Linked DNA regions of Mus musculus: regions 1 and 2 are each linked to region 3. The links are chromatin contacts, called in public HiChIP or PLAC-seq maps. All regions are on one chromosome and are shown on one strand. The core of a region is the stretch at or near the end of the contact, and the rest is flanking DNA. Distances in the headings are between cores, read along the strand shown.

Region 1 (4,786 bases), core at 79-2,578, 250 kb before region 3:
AACGGCTCTTGAATTTTCGTTCCCTCCTTTTGGGGCCGATAAGCGAATATATGGTTTTAACTTTCACCTGGAAGCGAGCCTGGGGTGAGCTCAGCTCACACATTGTTTAAAAACTCAAGTCTCGGGGGTTTCTGGGCTTTTCAGGCGCTCTAATGTAAACACGCAGCAGAGCTGCCCCCATCATCCGAGCTGGAGTCCAAGGAGGAGAGCAACTCTCGAAACATCTGGGGATGTGGGGTTGGACAAGCCCAGGCCCTGGAAGCTGACTGCGGAGACTGATGGACATTCCAGAGTCTGAAATTCAGCTACTAGGCAGGGACCAGGGCTGGCTTCTAAATGGGACAAACACCCTAAAAGAATATAGGATGCAAGCCTCCGGAGGGGTAGCAGGAGGGAAGGCGATAACATTTGCCACTTCTCTGAAACTCTCAAACTAGTCTGCAGTAGTGAATATGTGTCTGGAGGGGGAAGACTAGTTTTTGTTTGTTTTGTTTGTTTGTTTGTTTGTTTGTTTTTTAAATCTGGAAAGTTCTGCCCAAATCGAGCAACAGGAAAGGCCTGGGGAAGGGAGAAGGAGAGTCAGGGTGGGAAGGGACTTGCTTGGTTTAAATCAAATGTATTCTGATTCTGTGCTATTCAAACTAATTTTTAAATGCCTTACACAAAGACCTACTGCCAGACGGACTCCCTGGGATGAAGAGAAGTTTTTGGTTTTTCTCCTAAATGGCAGAGTTGCCACAAAGCACTACACTTTTAAAGGACCAAGGATCTGTTTCGACTCTACCCAAATTTCTACGCTGGCAGGTATGTCCTGGATCCCATATTAGACCCTCATCCATGAGTGGGAATTCCTCGATCAGTGTGACCGTGGCCAGGCATCGCGGCCAGTCCCCAGCCTCAGCGTTCCCACCCGGGATGGAGCCACAGAAAGTCTAGGAGTCCAGGGCGTGGGACACCGTGCAGGCTACAGAGTGGGTAGTACCAACACTGTCCGGGTCCCACGCCGCCGACCCTGAATTTCACCTGGCGTCCTTTCCGCACCCTGACGGGTCACGGGGAATACTCACCGCGCGCGCCGGCGGCTCAGCAGCAGCAGCAACAGCAATAGCACGGCCAGGAGGCCGAGCAGAGCAGCCCAGGACATGGCTCGAGGGTGTGCGGCTGCAGGGTGGCAACAAGTCACCGCCACCAACACCGGACCGCAGGATTCTCAACCCAGCCAGCCCCAAAGGCCCCGACTCTAGGGGTCCGACTGGAAAACGTGGATGGAGAGGAAGGAGCGGGAAGGGAGGGATGGCCGGGCTGCCGCAGAGGAGAGGAGAGGGGGTTGGGGAGGCGGGCCCCTGGTGGTGGTGGAAGGGGGCAGAGAGGAGGAGACTGGACCAAAGCGGACCAGGGGAGCCTTCCGGCCACATTCTTGCAACCACGGTTCCCAGCCCATCCCCCACGCCAGCCCTGTCCCCCTCACCAGGAACTAAAGCCACACAAGACTGCCCCAAGCCCACAGACCTGACTGTGGTGACGATCGCAAGCTGTCTGTGGTCATATTACATTAGGGAGTCAAACCCCATCCCTGCTTTACTTACACACACACACACACACACACACACACACACACACACACCACTTAACACTCTGGATGGACTTAGCCTAGAGGAGTGTTTCTTTCGAAGACCAATGGTCAGGGCTATACTTATCTGAGAGCAGCCAATGTGTCTGCCAAGAAAAGGTGATTGTAGACTTTCTCCCAGGTGTTAGGGAAAGGTGAAGCTGGGTCCCCCACCCTAGTCCTGACAGTGTTCCTCTTGTATGTTCCCATCTGCTCCTCCCATCCCCCAAGTTGTTACCCCAGCTGACCCTCTGGCTTCTGGGTTCATTTTCTGTAGTCACACTTCCCCACAGTACCAGAGCTGAGCCTGTAAGCCCCAGCACTTGGAAGGTGGAGGCAGGAGGATGAGGGGGCATTCAAGGCCAGATTTGGCTACACAGTGAGTTGGAAACCAATCTGAGCTCCATATACCCAGTCATCTCTCTCTTTCTCTCTCTCTCTCTCTCTCTCTCTCTCTCTCTCTCTCTCTCTCTCTCTCTCTCTCACACACACACACACACACACACACACAAACACACGCACACGCCCTACCAGAACCTTCCCTATACTTGCCCAGAGCCTACCATCCTACCACAGCTCCTTGTCACTCAGAACACAGCTACATTCCTACATGCTCCCTCCAGAACAAACACATTTGCTGAGGCCACCCTTACCAGTAAACCTTGTCCTCTACCCGAAAGAGCAAGCCAATTAACTGATACTCAGGTCCAAAGCCCACTACTTTGGTTTCTCTGTATTTCTGAAGCAATCAGGGGAAAAGGCTGACAAAGGAGAGTGGACTTGTTTATCGGCCAAAGCAGGCTAAGACCTATTCTCTCTCTCCATGTCTATGGCAGGTCTTAACATTTATAGACACCCATGAGACAAAGGCCAGAGGGTAAGCAGATGGGTAGATTCAGCTGTGGGAGTTTTGCCAGTCCTTCTCTATTTTCCAGGAAGGTGACTGGCGCCCCAGGTTGACCCGTTACCTGGGTTGTCAGCATGAGGGGCTGTTGTATGTTCACAAGTTAAGCTGACAGACACCACCAACACTTTGTCTATTCCTCCGTCTGGATGAATATGAGATGCCATGTCACCTATTGGACCCACATGGACATTTCTGAGCTGTGCCCCTCTCAGGAGCTGAGAGGAAAGCCTGAGTGGGAAGAGCGCTTGCTTCTGCCTGAGCTCCCAGCCGCAGCGATGCTGGGAGGAGCTGGTACAAGCCAGCCTGCTCTGTGCTGGTATGTCTGTGGTCCAGGCAGATTTGGCCTCTCACCCTACATCTTTTTTTGGTTTTTTGAGACAGGGTTTCTCTGTATAGCTCTGGCTGTCCTGGAACTCACTTTATAGACCAGGCTGGCCTCGAACTCAGAAATCTGCCTGTCTCTGCCTCCCAAGCTCAGGGATCAAAGGCATGTGCTACCATGCCCAGCTGCCCTGCATCTTTTGATTTTTATTTTCTTCCCGTGTCTCAGTGCCTTTTCTACTTAGAGCTCATTGCTGCTTAGTGGCCCCTCGTTACAGGGCCTCTTCACTTGGTCTGATCTGATAATACGAGGAGAGAGCAGCAGGCACAGAGCAGTGCCTGACGCCTACTTTCTTGACCAAAATGAAGCCTATGGGGGCCGTTTTCATCCAAACCAGGATCCAAGCTCAGAATTTCCCTGCCTGGGGAATGTTGCCTGAGTCTTCCCATATCAGGTAATTTAGGCAGTTTCTCATGGACACAGCCACAGATTATACCAATATAAAAGCCCCCTCATACTTTCTTCCCAGGTTGTATCAAGTTGTCACAATAACCATCACACACAATAGTCCACCGAGATTAGTGTTTTAGGGTTGTAACCAAAGTATCAGCAGATACAAAGTTTCAAAAACACGTTCCAAGACAACCAAAGAAGGCTGAAGAGTTTAGAGCTGCATCTGCAGTCCTTTGGGGAACCAGTGTTTAATCCTCTAAACTATTAGAATGTGCTTGTAACACAAGGGCTTAGGCACATCTAATTTATCAGTGCTCAAAAATGATGATGACTGCGCATGGTGATGCACACCCTAATCTCAGCAGTAGAGAGGCAGAAGCAAGTGGATCCCTCCGAGCGAGCTGGAAGCCAGCCTCCTCTACAGAGCAAGTTCCAGGCCACCCAAGGGTGTATAGAGGCCACCCAGCAAGTTGTTCTCTGACTTTCACATGAGAGAGGGAGGGGGAGGAGGGGAGGGGAGGGGAGGGGAGGGGAGGGGAGGGGAGGGGAGGGGAGGGGAGGGGAGAGCATGGCACATGTGTACCATCACACATTTAAATTTTTTGCAGCCATATAAACCAGTGGTTCTCAACTTGGGGGTTGAGACTCCTTTGGGGGTCAAATGACCCTTTCACAGAGTGTACATCAGATATCTTGCAGATCAGATACTAACATTACGATGTATAACAGTAGCAAAATTACAATTATGTAGTAGCAATGAAAATAATTCTATGTGTTTGTGTGGGTGGGAGGGGGATCACCACAAATGAGGAGCTGCACTAAAGGGCTTCAGTGTTAGGAAGGTTGAGGACCACTGATATAAACCTTTAAAAAGTCTCTGAAAGCCGGGCAGTGGTGGCACATGCCTTTAATCCCAGCACTTGGGAGGCAGAGACAGGTGAATTTCTGAATTTGAGGCTAGCCTGGTCTACAAAGTGAGTTCCAGGACAGCCAGGGCTACACAGAGAAACCCTGTCTCAAAACAAAACAAAACAAAACAAAACAAAACGTCTCTGAAAGCTGGCCAACATAATCTTTACATTGCTAGAAGAGGATGTTATCCTGAAAATCTGAAGGCCTGGATGTTGTAGTTTCTTTTTCTGTTGCTGTGATGAAAATGTCCCAACAAAGGCAGGTTGAGGGTGGGAGGGTGACTTATAGATCAAGAGTGCAGCCTATCATGGTGATTAAGACAGAGCTTGAAGCTCACCATGTCTCATCTTCAATCCAGAGATTAAAAGTGATGAGCACATGAGCCACTCAGCTCTCCTCACCATTCATATCCACATAGAGTCAGGATCCCACCTAGGGAATGGTGCCACCCACAGTGGACGTGTCTTCTCAGCTAATGCTATTAAGACAACTGCCTTAGACTGATCTCCCAGGTGATTCTACACTCTGGTTGGCAGTCAGCCTTAACCATTTCACCATATTTGTGAAATATTTCTCTTTAAAC
Region 2 (4,665 bases), core at 1,467-3,966, 170 kb before region 3:
TCCCTCATAAGTAATACATTTCACTAAAAATTTCAATTGTCTTGCAACGTGTTATACTAATAGTTTGTGAATACTGTCTCCTGAATGAGTCCTATCATTTGACTAAGAAGTTCATGTATACACACACTCACTAAAGCTCTTCTGTTTAACCACAGGAATATGCCTAACCCTGAAAAAAATAAAAGAACAAGAAGGCAAATATTGCCAAACAAAGAGAAACAGTCACAGATCCAGACTCAGCCTGCCTAGGACCAGCACCATCTAACAAACACCATGCAGAAAGAATGATTTCCAAGAACTCAGGCAATCTGCAGTACACTGCCATCTGCAAAGAAAATTCCACTTTGGACTGGGTCCAAAATGTTCCCCAGTGATGTTCGACAAAATTTTTTACTCAACTTTCCCAGCCCCTCCAGACAACCCCACTTCCATGTGTGTCCCTCCTACATTGTCTTAACCTCCAACTCGGCTGTGCTAAGGACAGCCTCAGCTGTCCACAATGACAACACTGATGCCCATGCTGACAGTCCAGGTGCAAAGAGCAAGCTGTTCATCTGCTACCCAAAAACTGCCAACTGCAGCCCCGCCCCCCATCAGAAGGCTCCACAGCAGACAGCTCAAGGCTCCTGCTACTCCCCAAACCAGCACCTGGCCCTGCCATGTCACCAGAAACATCAACAGACTCTCTACAGAATCAGCTGGCAGAAAATCTGTTTAGGGTATTTCTGGTAATAAACCCACCAGTCCTTGGCTAGAGTCACTAGAGACCTGCTAACTATGGGTAGAGAGCAGCCATACATAGTGTATTACTAATTCATACTAAGCTTGCTGGAGGCAAAATCCCCTTAATATTATTAGAGAAGCTGCTAAGTGCCCTCCTGTCAAACACCAAGTGACTGGCAGTGACAGATTGTACAGGACCCTATAAGTATCGCACCCTTCTGTTATATGCACAAGTCACCAAGATGAACTGCATACAGAAACTTTTAAGTCATGACTAAACTTAGTCATGCAAGCCAATGTCCAGCCAGATGTGGGGCGCACACCTTTAGTCCCAGCACTTGGGAGGCAGAGGCAAGCGGATTTCTGAGTTCGAGGCCAGCCTGGTCTACAGAGTGAGTTCCAGGACAGCAAGGGCTATACAGAGAAACCCTGTCTCGAAAAACAAACAAACAAACAAACAAACAAACAAACAAGCCAATGTCCAAGCAGACACACGGACCTCCAGTCTGAACCCCTACGTCGCCCACCGACTTTATGAGAAGATATTGTCTTAACCCTCTTTCCATACCAGTGAACACGTTTTGTTTCAAATGACTTTTAGAGTGTTAGCCATGTGGTTAGTGAAGTCAGAATCTCGGAACTACAAAGCCCAGTGCTCCAGGACATAGAGTGACTTTACACTGACAAGCAGTACTTCCCACCACCGTGGTTCTGATCAACGCTGGTTGAACTGCAGTTAAAAGCCAATTTTAGCTTGAAAGCCAACTGTGAGGTGCCCAGCCCAGTCAGCAAATGCCTCCCACAGACTTTAGCCTTCTCTTGTAGAAGCGGGAGAAAGCATGGGGTTGGGGGAGGCTGAGACAGCACAGAGCAGGCATCAGTTAAGGAAGGCTGTCCAGTGTGGGATGCTAAAGTGACACTTTGCACAGATCAGTCTTGCTGATGGATGACACTAATTATTACCCGGCCCCATGCCTACACTGAGGAATCTCTTATAACCATGACACAGATAAGAAAAATAAACTCTTCCTCGAAGCTGTGGCTTACTCGGAGCATTTCCAGGCACAGAGCTGGCGTCTCCTCTTTCCTCCTGAGTTCTAATCCACCTGCAGTTGTCTCTTGCACACACAGAAAAAAAAATCCCTAACAAAACTACCAGATTGGGAAGAAAATAACGGGACATAATGAAGCCAAGAGGCAAAGAGAGATCAAGAGCAAACCCAGGCAGGAGTCTTTACTGTAGACCTGTGCACTGGTTAGTGTGCCTAGGGAGCAAGGCACAGCACAGTGGGAGCTGTCTCGGGTGTGAGCACCATGCTGAAAGCCATGGCCTTGAAGGAAGTGTCCAGGACTAGACCTCAGCGGGCCAACTAATCAATACTCAGAACAAATAAATCCCCACCCTGCAAAACACCAAGGTTCCATCCAAAGCCAACCCTGGGACCTGCTCCTTCCTGCAAAGCTGCGACAGGAAGAGCCTGTACTGCACAGTGAGTTCTGACCATTCCTGCAGAAGCAAGACAATGTTCTGCAGTTCAACCTGGTCCTCGCAGCAATAAGGCTCAGTCTTGGTCTGTGTGATGGGTAAATGGGTTAAAAATCTGTAACCTGTTTGATCTTCAAGACCTACACTCTGGAAGGCACCCGGGGTGATGTCTCTGTCACATGGGTATCACAGAGGACCAAGGCTCACATGTCGAAAGACAGTAATGTGTCACCAGTGTGTGGAATACTTTCAAAGTGCTCTGACATCTATGACTAACATCAGCTGTGTTTCTGAATAACTGAATCCCACCCTAAGCACCAGAGGTTACAGAGTCCCAGCTCTCCCTCGGCTGTCAGGGAAGACGAACTCACTGATTCTGCTTCTCCTGGCTTCCTATGGGGTCAGTGTACTTCCTGCTTCCTGCCGCACTGCTGAGTTTCCTAACGCCTGTGTGTGAGACCTCTGAGGTCACTGACTTGCAGGCTATTTGTTGCCTTTGAGTCACAGAAGCAGGAACAGAGGTCTGCCTAGGTCATCTGACCTGGCAAAGCCAGGTTTCACAGCTGGGCTGTCTCTGCAGTCCAGTTTCCCAAGTGCCCCAAACCATCCTCGTGTTATTCTCTGATATGATCTTTTTACTGTCAGGGTCACATGCTCAACTGATTCCCAGTATTCTTCAGTGCCAGGCACCAACACAATATGCCAGGAGCCATTCCGAGCACCTTCAGAGATTTACAGTTTTAAAAACTTGATGCTCAAATGAGAGTCATCGACTTAAACATTTCAAATTTCCTCACTGCACACACTGAGACAGCATAGCGACAGGTTATGACAAACATGAGTTTCTTTTTAAACAGAAGCTATAAAGCTAGAGAAAGATGGCTCAGGAGTTAGCATTCACTGAACAATCATAAGAACCAGAATTCAGATCCCAGCATCCACGCAATGAACCTGGCACTCCAGCTCCAAGGTGTGCATAGACAGGGGATCCCTGGGGCTTGCTGGCTTTGAGTCTAGCTGAGGAAACTCAAACTCTAGGTCCCTGGAGAAGAATCTGCTTCAGAGGCACAGGGGAGCACACACGGGCACACATGGGCACAGGGGAGCACACACGGGCACACACGGGCACAGGGGAGCACACACGGGCACACACGGGCACACACGGGCACAGGGGAGCACACACGGGCACACACGGGCACAGGGGAGCACACACAGGCACACCTGCACTCAAACACAGACACTTATTTTAGTATATGAGTACACTGTAGCTGTCTTCAGACACACCAAAAGAGGGCATCGGATCCCATTACAGATGGTTGTGAGCGACTATGTGGTTGCTGGGAATTGAACTCAGATCCTCCGAAAAAGGAGTCAGTGCTTTTAACTGCTGAGCCATCCCTCCAGCCCCAACAAATAAATCTTTAAAAAAAAAAAAAGTTATAAAAAGCAAGTGTGGTGGTTCAGGGCTGTAATCTCAGCAGAGACCTGAGTCAAGAGGATTGGGAATTCAAGGGTGTCATCATCTTTATAAGTGTTTGAGGCTAGCCTGGGCTACATGGGACCCTGGTTTGTTTTGTTTTTGTTTGTTTTAAAGCCATTCCTGGTAATCCATACCTTTAATCCCAGCTCTCGGGAGGCAGAGGAAGGCCACCTAAGGTTACATAGTGAGACCCCATATCAAAAACAGGTAAACAAACCAAGAAAAAGATTGATTTCTAGAAAGCAAAAATAAAAAGCTACATCTCTTTCCTCTAAAATGCAAGGAGACTTTTGGCTGCAGAATTTGCACGCACACATTATCACATCCTTTAAATGCTTTGGAGCAACAGAAAGTGTTTAAGGAAACTGGAAGTGGAATCACACAGGCCAAAGGGCGAACACAGGCTTTCATTTCAAGCTAACTGGGGAGAAACTGCCTGTTGCTCCCCAAGGCCTTCTGATCCCAGACACAAAAGCCACTTAGTTTATCGCAGGTTGTTTCCAGTCAACTTATTTCCAAATATTAGAAAATAAAATAATTAACAGCTATGCAGTGTCTTGCAAACAATCCTACAAACTTGCCAATCATTCATTTATTTATTTATTTATTTATTTATTTATTTATGTTTTTCAAGACAGGGTTTCTCTGTGTAGCCCTGGCTGTCCTGGAACTCACTTTGTAGACCAGGCTGGCCTCGAACTCAGAAATCCACCTGCCTCTGCCTCCCAAGTGCTGGGATTATAGGTGTGCGCCACCACTGCCCAGCTGCCAATCTTTTATTAAATGGCACCTGATTAGATGTGAGCATATCTGAACCCAGCTCATGGGCAGCGCAGGACAGGCAGGTAAGCCACAGCTCCCATGCTTGCCCACGCTGTTTATGAGAACAAGTTCTCTGCACATCTATATAGGTAGGAATATAAATTCTAACTGCAACTAAGAATGTTTAATTCGGAACAGCATGACACTGACCAAG
Region 3 (4,915 bases), core at 121-2,620:
AATGACTGGAATGCCAAGCCATACCAGGCTGGCAGGGGGAAAAAAATAAAGCTCTGTGAATATCCGGAACACATAAGCAGAAGGATGCTTAGTGCCATCGGCTCTGGGTGGCACCTCCTGCACTTATCTGGGCCCCTTTGTAAAGCAATTCAGTGAAGACGAGGCTGGCGCACAGTCGCCAGGACCCAGTGTGGAAAGCTGAACGCATTTAAAATTCAGCTAAACAGAACCAAAATAATCCGGGAAGGAGAGCAATGGTTCACCTTTATCTTTGCTGGCCCACTCAAGAAAAATAAGCCCCGTGGCAACGCTGAAATGCATTCCCTCTCTATACTGGCACATGCTATTTGGGTCCCAGTTCTCCAACTACATGTTTACACATCCCTGATCCAGCTTCAGTCTCCACACAGGATCAGGGATGTGGCTCTACCACCGTTCCCTCCTCCCAACCTCTATGCATTCATTCTAAGCAAGAGGCTCCCAGATCCACCCCTGGCATCTCCTACTGGCTGTAAAACAATACAAGGGCCCTACACCCCTACTAGCCTACAGAAACACTGCCACCGGGGCCTTCCAAAGCTCTGAAAACAACCTTGGCTGTGCTGGAGCCTGGCTTCCCTCCCCGGAGAGCCTCTCTCGGTTCTGAAGGGAGCCAAGTCCCCTCTCTACAGGGAATGTAAACCTGTGGCGGCTACTCCAAGCTCTGCGAGCCGTCTTCCTCTGACCGACATGGCAGCGGGGAAAACGCCCAAGCTCAAAGGAAGGAGTTCCCACTGGTGGTGTCTTTTGTCGGTGGTGCTGGGGACTAGGGTCAGAACCCAGGGCATCGCACAAACTGGGCAAGCTCTCGCAAACGCCCCTCCGTCTGTCACTGAAATACCGGGACCTGTCATAACATCGCTGCTGCACCCCGACACCGTGCAACACCCGGGTCCTCTTTCCACGCCCACCGCGGGCCCGGAAGGCCGCCGCGTCCCTCCTCCATAGACCGGGAGACCAAGGATCCCGAAGCAGAGCGACTCAGCCAAGGTCACTCGGTAAATCCAAAGCTAGATCAGCCTCCCCTCCCTACTGAGAGCCATAGCGCGGTGCCTGCCCCCGGGGGCGCCGGGGGCGCCGGGGGCGCGTGTGCCATCACCGGGGAGCCAGTGCTGCGACCAGCCGCCCGGAGCCGCCGCGGCCGCGGGACAGAGCCGAGGGCCTGGCCGGTGACAGCGCGCGCAGGGGTCCACCCTCCTGCCCCACCCGCACTCACCCACCGCTGCCTGCCAGGAAAGCGAGCGCCTCCAAAGCACAGGCCCACACGGCCCGGCCGCTCCCGCCGGCTCCGGGAACCGAGAACAGTACCGGGGGCAAAAGCAGCCCGGAAGTATTTGTTCCGGAAGTGACGCACGAAGGCGGGCCCTGAGGAAGGCTGGATCGCGGCTGCGCGCTGGGCCCAGGCGTGAGCGGCGGAAGCCTGTGGCGAGCTGGTGTACGCGAGGAACGGAGAGGCGGCGGCAGTAGGCGGAGGGCAAGCGCTTCTCCGTAGAACCGGACCTCACTCCTAGGGACCGCGGGGAGGCACGAGCGGAACCCGGAAGCAAATTAACTGGAAGTGACGCGCGGAGCTTCACCGACGCTGGCTGGCCGGGTTGTCATGGAAACAGGTTGCTGAGCGAGCGGGGAGATTGGTTTTTGTTTTCTTGGGGTTTTTTTTCACCTCATCAACTTCCCCTTGGTCAGGACAGTGCTGGAGAGCCCGGACTGACAGGAAGACCTGCGATCCCATTTCAATGAAGGAACGACGGAGGTCATGCGAGACTGGAGAGGGCCTTGGGTGTTACTGCTGGCTATGGAGGTTAAGGATGCCGGTGGGGTGGGGTGGCGGGGTCAAAAAGGCTTAGGAGAGGGCTCTGCAGTTTGCACTTGTTGCTTGCAGAGTACCTGGGTTCCGTTCCCAGCACCCACGTGGCGGGTTACAACCATCCATTAACACCAGTACCAGCGGATCTGACCTCTCACCTCCACGGTTATCTGGCATGTACGTGATGCACATAGGTAGATTCAGGCAACATGCTCATATAGGTAAAAGGAAATTGCTACATAGGGAAACTCTTTCTCAAGTAATAACTGGGCATTATTATTATTAATGGAAATAGTAGATTCCTATTAATTCATAGACGACCTCACTGTGTGGTTCTGTAATCCTAACTATTTGGAAAGCTGAGTCAGGAGGAGTGTGAGTTTAAAGCTAGGGTGAGTAACTTATCGAGCTCCTCCCTCAAAAAAATAAATAAATAAATAAAAGGTTGGAGCTGCAGCCCAGTCCTAGAACCCTTGTCTAGATTGTGTGTATTTCCTGGGTTCCATTCCAAACAAGGAAAAAAAGAGGGTGGGGAGACACCCAGTGTGGACTTAACTGGCTACTAGCAGTGTGTCCTTGATCTTGCCACTTAGTCTCTGACCTGCATCATAATACCTGCTAAAAGCAATAGCAACAACAACAATAATAATACCAGCTCCCTGGTGAGATGTAGCCAGAATGAATTACATAGAAACTGCTAGCCAGGCAGTGGTGGTGCATGCCTTTAATCCCAGCACTTGGGAGGCAGAGGCAGGCAGATCTCTGAGTTCGAGGCCAGCCTGGTCTACAGAGTGAGTTCCAGGACAGCCACGGCTATACAGAGAAACCCTGTCTCAAAAAAACCAAAAAGAAAAAAAAAAAAAGAAAAGAAAAGAAAAGAAACTGCTTAGTTGGCCGGAGAGATGGCTCAGTGGTTAAGAGCAATGACTGCTCTTTGGAAGGTCCTTAGTTCAAATTTGAGCAACCACATGGTGGCTCACAACCATCCGTAATGAGATCTGATGCCCTCTTCTGGTGTGTCTTGAAGACAGCTAGTGTACTTACATATAATAATAAATAAATCTTTGGGCCAGAGTGAGCAGAGGTCCTGAGTTCAATTCCCAGCAACCACAAGATGGCTCACAACCATCTGTACAGCTACAGTGTACTCATATACATAAAATAAGTAAATAAATCATTTTTAAAAATTAAAAAAAAAAGAAACTACTTAGTGGGGCTGGAGAGATGGCTCAGTGGTTAAGAGCACTGCCTGCGGTTCCAGAGGTCTTGAGTTCAATTCCCAGCAACCACATGAAGAAGCTCATAGCCATCTATAATGGGATCTGATGCCCTCTTCTGGCATGCAGGTGTACACTCATAAATCTTTAAAATAATAATAATAGAAACTGCTTAGTTCACAGTGAGCACAGGCACCAAGGCCCTAAAGGACTTGATGTTAGAGATGGGTAGTCTAGGTCAGTCAAGAGCTTGGTGTTAACCTGCTGGCCTGGAACTCATTTGCAGTCCAGGCTACTCTTCGACTCGTGGAGCTCAGCCTGCCTCTTATCTCCTGAATGAAGCTGGAGTTTTAGTTCCCTAATCATGGAAACCAGGTGGGCAAAACAATCGCTGATTTTCCTGCAGGACCTGCACAGTCTACACCTGCTGACAGCTTGCCACCTGACTCTTCACAGCTTTCTCTAAACCCCTAATTGCCACATTTAGTGGCAACTCCCTGAGATGAACTGCAGAGGACCTGGGTTCCCCAGATCCACATGCCAGACCCAGGGAATTAGACACCCGCTGGCTGGCTGGCCTCTGAGGGCATTGCACACATGTGGTGCACAGACATACATTCAGACCAAAAAAAAAAAAATGTTCATACACACAAAATAATTTTTTGTTGTTTTTGTGAGAGAGGGTTTCTCTGTGTAGCCCTGGCTGTCCAGGAACTCACTCTGTAGACCAGGCTGGCCTCGAACTCAGAAATCTGCCTGCCTCTGCCTCCCAAGTGCTGGGATTAAAGGCATGCACCACCACTACCCAGCTACAAAATAAGTTTTAAAATGTAAGACATTAAGCATCATTTGTCATTGACTGGACTTTTGGTTTTTTTCTTTTTTTCAAGACAGTCTCTCTGTAGCCCTGGCTGTCCTGCCTGGAACTCACTCTGTAGACCAGGCTAGGCTCAAACTCAGAGAGAGCCACCTGCCTCTGCCTCCTGAGTACTGGGATTAAAGGTGCGCACCACTACATCTCGCTTTTTCATCCCTCTGGCCTCCCCATCCCTGATACCAGGCTGTAGATGCCCTACCCAGCACCTCTCCCTGTCTTGCTTACTGGTGTCCAGCCTCAACTCAGTCCTGTTTTCTTTCTGAAGTTCTGATTTGTCCAGCCAGAGGTCTAGGGCCTGTCTCTTGTGGCTCCTCACAGCACCCATAGATAATCTGATGTCAGCTCTCAGCACAGCAGGTCACATATGTATTCATCCGAGGTCTGCGCCAGGCTCTGAGTTCCTCTCCATCTTCTTCCCCAGGAGCTGCGTGCATGTCTGACTGGGGGCAGTCCAGCTGGAGCTCTTTGACTGCAGTAGTCACTCTCTGAGAGCCATGGCAGTACCAACAGTATAGTGCCAGTGGCTTCTCAGAAGCTTCGTGTGATCCACATGCGAGCGTAGGGGCAGAGCCTGTACTGCTTTCTTAAGTGAGCCGATTCCATTCCTAGCTCTCACCAGGCTTCTCATAACCGTAACTCCAACTCCAGGGGATCCAACACTTTTGCCTTTGATTCAGAGAGCACCTGCACTCACAGGGCAGACACATACACATAATTTAAAAAGAAAAAATTAACTTTTAAAGAGGCTTAGGAATGGTGGCAACATCCCTTTAACCTCAGCGCTCAGGAGGCAGAGGCAGGTGGGTCTCTCTGAGTTCTGGGACAGCCATGGCTACATGGAGAAGTCCTGTCTTTAAAAACAACAAAAACCCTTTTAAGAGCCAGGAGTGGTGGTGCCTGCCTGTAAACTCAGGGCTCAGTAGATGGGGAAGGAGAATCAGGAGTTCAAGGCTATCCTTGCCTACAGAATAAGTT

What was found. HiChIP or PLAC-seq counts read pairs in DNA pulled down with a chosen protein or histone mark.
Region 1: an H3K4me3 HiChIP or PLAC-seq map of embryonic stem cells shows a contact between it and region 3, with 23 read pairs. The contact joins the promoter of Ptgis here to the promoter of Spata2 in region 3. A contact is called at or near these places in 3 of 39 promoter capture datasets (the C10 cell line, neural stem cells and stem cell-derived epiblast-like cells), 2 of 15 datasets of contacts at CTCF or cohesin (large pre-B cells and pro-B cells), 11 of 484 Hi-C or Micro-C datasets (cerebellar granule neurons and embryonic stem cells), 24 of 115 datasets of contacts at active chromatin or transcription factors (the 230-238 cell line, the SCID.adh cell line, bone marrow-derived macrophages and 12 more) and 2 of 9 other capture datasets (embryonic stem cells and liver).
Region 2: an H3K4me3 HiChIP or PLAC-seq map of bone marrow-derived macrophages shows a contact between it and region 3, with 3 times the contacts expected there. The contact joins the enhancer-like site here to the promoter of Spata2 in region 3. A contact is called at or near these places in 2 of 484 Hi-C or Micro-C datasets (CD4 T cells and bone marrow-derived macrophages), 13 of 115 datasets of contacts at active chromatin or transcription factors (the 230-238 cell line, the SCID.adh cell line, bone marrow-derived macrophages and 7 more) and 4 of 9 other capture datasets (adipose tissue, embryonic stem cells, liver and 1 more).

Annotation. Positions count from the first base shown.
Region 1 is chr2:167,239,277-167,244,062 of GRCm38.p6, forward strand. Ptgis (prostaglandin I2 (prostacyclin) synthase) reads right to left here and starts at 1,329. Exons shown (of 10, transcript NM_008968.4): 1 at 1,068-1,329. The coding sequence starts at 1,144.
Region 2 is chr2:167,316,510-167,321,174 of GRCm38.p6, forward strand. All of the region lies in intron 1 of B4galt5 (UDP-Gal:betaGlcNAc beta 1,4-galactosyltransferase, polypeptide 5), which reads right to left. Among named protein-coding and RNA genes, the nearest start is that of B4galt5, 30 kb to the right of the region's middle. Within about 2 kb of position 2,717, at least 128 of the 459 cell types and tissues checked have an H3K27ac peak or open chromatin away from gene starts, as enhancers often do. A contact at or near this core is called in the SCID.adh cell line, adipose tissue, bone marrow-derived macrophages and 6 more, where this site is marked.
Region 3 is chr2:167,491,504-167,496,418 of GRCm38.p6, forward strand. Spata2 (spermatogenesis associated 2) reads right to left here and starts at 1,371. Exons shown (of 3, transcript NM_170756.2): 1 at 1,256-1,371. It also overlaps a transcript of Rnf114 not described here.